Regions from separate parts of the Capsicum annuum genome. Here region 2 is linked to region 1. Evidence: chromatin contacts called from public Hi-C data. All regions are on one chromosome and are shown on one strand. The core of a region is the stretch at or near the end of the contact, and the rest is flanking DNA. Distances in the headings are between cores, read along the strand shown. Region 1 holds the start of LOC107868009. Region 2 holds the start of LOC107868008 (formin-like protein 6).

Evidence for each region. A called contact is a pair of places that touch in the nucleus more often than the background predicts.
Region 2: a Hi-C map of placenta shows a contact between it and region 1, with 3 times the contacts expected there. The contact joins the promoter of LOC107868008 here to the promoter of LOC107868009 in region 1. A contact is called at or near these places in 2 of 5 Hi-C or Micro-C datasets (leaf and placenta).

The regions. Positions count from the first base shown.
Region 1 is chr4:38,534,251-38,537,339 of UCD10Xv1.1, forward strand. It overlaps LOC107868009, which reads right to left and starts at 1,430. Exons shown (of 5, transcript XM_016714545.2): 1 at 180-1,430. The coding sequence starts at 1,241.
Region 2 is chr4:38,840,201-38,843,289 of UCD10Xv1.1, forward strand. LOC107868008 (formin-like protein 6) reads right to left here and starts at 1,543. Exons shown (of 5, transcript XM_016714544.2): 1 at 145-1,543. The coding sequence starts at 1,386.

The DNA.
Region 1 (3,089 bases), core at 180-2,679:
GATGCAAGACAATATCTGTAAGGCAAAAACTTTTCAAATCGAAATACTAGGAAAATAAAGATACGAAAATAGTCAAGATATATAAGAAGTGAAAAGATGCCACAGAAAGTTGGACCAAAGGTCAGAAAGTTACAACAATTCCTGAAACTTGAAATAAGGAGTACAACTATATGCAATACCTGCAAGGACCGGAATATGACAGGCTCAGCAAGACAAAAAATGAGCTTCTCTACTCCCTCTGTGGTTCTCTGATTAATAAATCCCCCTAAAACCCTTCGAGTGGACACAGCAAGTACAGCTGAACTAGCATGTATACAGCTATCTATTATCCCTTGCAAGAACCCATTCTCAATCTCATCCTTAGCCATTTCTTCCGACACCTTCCACGCCCGAAAAACAATCTCCCCAAACGCCTCCAAAATCGACTTACGTCCAAACGGAATCTGTGATTTAAGCATAGCCAACGCCTCTTTCAAAAGCTGCACGCTCAAACCAAACGTAAACGCAATAAATTTCCTCCCATCCTCCGTCTTCAAAAAAAGAGGCGAAATCACACAACGCATTATCAAATGCTTCAAATCCTCAATACTCTCATCCTCAAAATCCAACAGCGTAAATGCCTCCCTCAACACATAAACCCTATGCACATCCACTTTCTTCTTCAACGTCAATGCCCTCGACAACAAAAATGGCAACGCCTGAGAAATAAGCACTTCCTTCCCAAACAGCCCCTCCTTCCACCAATCCTCGCATAAATTAGCAATCTCCGATGCCAAAACAGAATCAATATCAAAAAAAATCAAACTATCATGTAACTCCTTAACCCCCTGCAACAAATCCGATTCACTAAACACTTTTCTCGGATGAGAAACACAAAGAGACCCCACATACACATATATACGAATATTCTCAACTATCAATCCCTTCGCCTCATCTTCATTGTCTCCTTCTTCTTCACACTTCTTGTTCCTAGCAGATCTGCGTACGCGTTTAGTAGGCGGGGTTTGAGGAGATAAAACGACATCGTTGGATTCATTCACGGCTTTGTATTTACGAATGGATTGTGTAATGGAGTTGTGGAGAGCGAGCGGGAGCGTAGTGATGAGAGCTGAAGAAGGGGAGAGGGAATGGATTAGGGTTTTGAGAGAGGGTTTAATGGATTTATTGAAACCCAGTTTTGTTATTGAAGAAAGGAATTCTTCGGCAGAAGTTTTGAGCGAAGAACGAAGGCGTTTCTCCATTGATGGGATGAAGAATTTTAGCGGATTTTCTTGTTCTAGAAAGGGTGGGAGGGAAGGAAGACGTCGACGGTGGTGAATTTTGAATTTGAATAAAAGGGATGCTAGCGCTTGGACGTGTATTTTATTTGGGATAAGAGTTGTGAGAAAAGATCCGGAATGACTTTTTTCTTTCAACAAGTTTGTCCTTTCTTATCCAATTTTTGAGCCATATTTAGGTTTATAATGAAAAAAATACTCACTCCGTTTAAAAAAAGAATGATCTAATTTAACTTTATATAGAGTTTAAGAAAATAAAGAGACTTTTAAATTTTGTGATGTTAAATTAAAGATATGTCAAATGTACCAAAATATCTTTTAATCTTGTGGTCTTAAACATGTCATGTGGAAAGTTGAAATTAAATAATTGCTAAAAAGGAAAAGGAATCATTCTTTTTTAAACGAATTAAAAAGAAAAGTAGATCATTCTTTTTTAAACGGAGAGAGTATCATATTTACCCTTTAGGGATCGTTTGGCGTACGGAATAAGAAAAGATAATTTCGGGATAACTTTTTAGTATCCCTTAATCCGTTGTTTGGTTACAAAAGTATAAGATAACTTATCCTAGGATTAATAGTTAGTACCGGAATAAGTTAACCCTATCATGCGGTGGTATAGTAATATCGCAATAACTTATACCAGGATAAAATGTGTAAAATAACAAAAATATTCTTCATAAACTCTTTTTTTTACATCACTTTTTCACATCCATATATATATTTTCATAATTTTTAATATCATTTCCTTCACTACTCGTTATTTTTTTGATAATATATTTTTCTATTAAAAAATTACATTATAAATATAATTGTATTTATGAATATATTATACGTTGAATTTGTTTGCCTAATGCTTATGTTTACTTATAATTTGATTTCTTTTATAAAAATATTGACTCCACTACTTAATAACATATTTTTAATTAAATAATCTTTTGTTACTTAAAAATTTAAAGTTTATATATCAATTAAAATAAAGATAACTTTAATATTTTATAATATAAGAGTGATATGTGTTTAAATGAAGTGACAAAAACAAGAAAATTTCTTTTATTAAAACAAATTTAAGATGAAAATTTTATTTTTAAAAAGCGCACGATACAATCATGAGAATACACACACAAAAATATTTAAGCTAAATAAGATGAAAATCTTATTTTTAAGAATGAAAGAGTAAAGTTCGAAAAGAAAATGTAAGAAAAAAATAAAATGAAATGGAGGATATTTTTGTAATCAAACAATATTCGTAGAAACTATACAATGAAAACTGACCTAAAATGCGCTTTCCACCTACCTATTAGGTCTAAACTGCTCTTTCCATCTAACTATTGGGTCTATTTTACCCTTTTATTTAGGCAAATTACATGAAAAGCTATCCTTACGACTTAACTACGTAAATAATAGTACTTTTTCAATATTACAAAAATAATTTTTTTTACATGTATAGCCATTTAAAAAATCAGAAAAGATAATTATAATTCTTAATTTAATGTTATAACTAATTATCAGTTCATCTTACTTTAAGAGATACATTTTCAATCTTCAAATTCAAAGTGAAAAAGATAATCGCTGCTTCCAAATCTTTATTTCTCTTGTATTCAAAATATTTTAAAATAAATTAAATATTTCATTATTTGCTAGTGTATATTTCTTCTTATTTTCATGTATGTTAATAATCTAGTATGCCATCTTGTTCCATTCTTTACTATGTATTTGTGTAGTATTTCGTGTCTCGAGCCGCGGGTCTATCGGAAACAACCTTTCTACTTCTTTAGAGGTAGAGGTATGGACTGCGTACATCTTACCCTCCCT
Region 2 (3,089 bases), core at 293-2,792, 310 kb after region 1:
ATGTATAAACTAATGTTTTAGAATAATTTACTCACTCGTCTCAACAACTACGACCAAATAATAATAAAACATAAAACTTGACAACTTTTATTAACATAAATTAGATTATCTATATGTTACTATATGATGAATTAGTGAACTTACCCTTGAGCCGACTCTGCCTCCAATTTTTTGGGAGGCTGATAGTGGAGGCAGAGGCGGAGGTGGAGGTGGAGGTGGAGGCGGTGGTGGAGGGGGAGCTGGAGCTTGAACTTTTGACATTTCATGGGATTGGTTGCTTATTGATTTAAGCCTTGCTATATCTGGTGGAGGTGGTAGCGCAGAGAATTTCACCCTTTGTGGCACAACATAAGTTAGACTTGGCTTCTTTTGCTGCAATGTAAGTTCTTGTTCTTGTTGTGGTGGTGGAGATGGCGGTGAAGCTTGCTTCACTGATGGTATTATTGGGCGTTTTATATCAGGTGATGAACACAAAAGGGACAATCTCGGAGAAGTTCTCTTTGAATGGGGAATTGAATTATTATTCACATGATTTTCTACTCTAGATTTAGTCACTATGTTACCACTACTACTAATATTATATGGCTTGTAAATTTTGATTTCACGAAGATGATTTTCTTCGTCGGACGATGAAATTCTTTGATCAGGTGAATTTGTTATGGTAGGAGGAGGGAAGGCTCTAGTACTTCTCAATGGAGGAAGTGGTTGAAGTTCTGGACTTGGTCTAGACCTGTCTGATTTCTTAGCAGGGCTAAGTTTCCTATAAGGTGAAGCATTATTAGCAACACTATTGGAGTGGTTCACTTGGGTTTGTTGAGAGGATGATGATGGTTCAACTGTTCCAATGTAAAGAAAATTGGAAGGTGGCATTCTTGATTCTTCATTGGCTCGATGAGAGTTGTTCCTACTGTTGTTACTAACGAGCTTTTGGGTTTCATCAGGGTGTTTAGCTTTGTGTTTGTAGATGTAGAATCCCAAAGCGGATAGCATTCCAAGAGTGACAATGCCAACAGACACTGCAATTGCCAGTTTCTTGGTTGGGTTTGTTGGATGAGAGGAAATTGGGCTTGTTCTTGAAACTGGTGTCCCATTTGGTTGAATTGGTTGAACTTCTTGTTGTGGCGTTTGATCTGGGGTTGCTATAGAGGGGACTTCTGGGAAAAAGGGGTGGTCTGGGGTGGGGAAAATGGGTTCAGAAACTAGTGGTGGTGGGGGTGGAGGTGGAGGTGGGTATGACGAAGTGTCTGGAAAAAGTGGCTGATGAAGAATTCTTCTTGTTTTGGGATTGTTAATGAGATCTTGAATTTGGGTGTTTGCTGTTGCAAAAGTAGTGACAATTAGTAATAGTAGTTTTATTGAAAAATTGCAAATGGGATGAGCTCTCATTGTGTGTTTCTTCTTCTTTTTCTACAACTCATCTTCTTGTGGTTTTTGTTTCCACAATCTCCAGTGGTGTCGCTCAAGATGTAGAGAGAGAGAAAAGCTTCTTTAAGCAGCTACACTTTCAAAAGGGTATGGTGGAATCTAGATTTGTGCTTGTAGTGAGTTTTGGAATAATAATACTAATAATAATTAAAACTAAAAATTAAGCAAATACACAATTTATATTTTTAATATTATAAAAAATCTTCACTTTTTACTCAATATATACACAGAATGTTATGTATATATTAGTTATATTATACATATTAATAAAAAAAAAATAATTAAAAAATAGAAAAGAGTGTAATTAATTTCAAAAAAATTAATATTTATGTTATTTATACTAATTAAAATGAAAGAGATGTTGTGCTGGGGTTAAAATTAAAGGACCACGTCGCTTGTTTGGATGATTTATACATGTTCACAATACCCTTGTTGTAGAGGTAGCATTTTGAAAAAGGACACACTCTATAGCACCTTTTTAAAATAAATAATTCAAGTTTGATATTTTTTAAAAAAAATTTATTTTTTATTTTATAGTCATTTCCTAATTTAGGTTATTTTGGTGTATGTGGTTCAGATACAATTCATATAAAATATTGATACAATTTATATATAATACTGATATAATTTTCAATTTGGGATATTCGGCCCTTTTAAAAATGGATGAATCTCAAAAATAGACCCAACTTAGGATGACTTTCAAATTTTAGCCCCAAATAAAAAAGTTTCCTTAATATAGTCTTTACCTGTTAACTATTATTTTTTGAATAAAATTACCCTGATCAATGGAGTAAATTACATAAATGATCCTCATAATGGATAACAACTCCATATTTATGTCTTTCAACTTTCCTTTTTTTCTCTTTTTAATTTTACGTTGATTTTTATTTTTTCTTTTCTCTTTTTATTTTTAATTTTATCTAACCCTTACTTTTTTCCTTTTTTCCTCTCAAATTCTTTTTTTCTTTTTTATTTTCTATTATTTTTATTTTTTATTTTTCTTTCCTTTTTTTTAAATTTTTTTTAGTTTTTCTCAATCCTTACTTTTTTCCTTTACACCATTCAACGTCTAATTTTATACAAACATATATATATATATATATATATATATATATATATATATATATATATTTATATATTTTTTTTCTTTTTTTTCTTTTTATATTTTTCTACCTTTATTTTTATTCAATCTTTCTTTTTTTTTTTTATCAACCTTTAATTTTTTCCTATTCTCTCTCAACTTCTACATTTTCTTTGATTTTTATTTTTTTAATATTTTTCTTCATTTTCTTCTTTTTTCGCAATCTTTATTATTTTTGTTCTTTTCTCCGATTTCTTCCATTCAAGTTACATTTCCTGAGCAAGAGTTGAGACTATCACATTATAAAGGCAAGACTTATGACTTTCGAACAATAAACTATGTTTCATGGGCAAGAGTTGACACTACTACATTGTAGAGGCAAGACTTATGACTTTCAAATAACAAGTTATGTTTCATGGGAAAGAGTTGACACAACCACATCGTATTTTGATATATGAGATGTTTTATAACTCTTATCTTAGAGGCAAGACTTAGCTCGGGAACTTTCAAACAACAAATTATACTTCACAGGCAAGTGTTGACTCTACCACGTTATGTTTTTTCATTTATGAGATGTTTTACA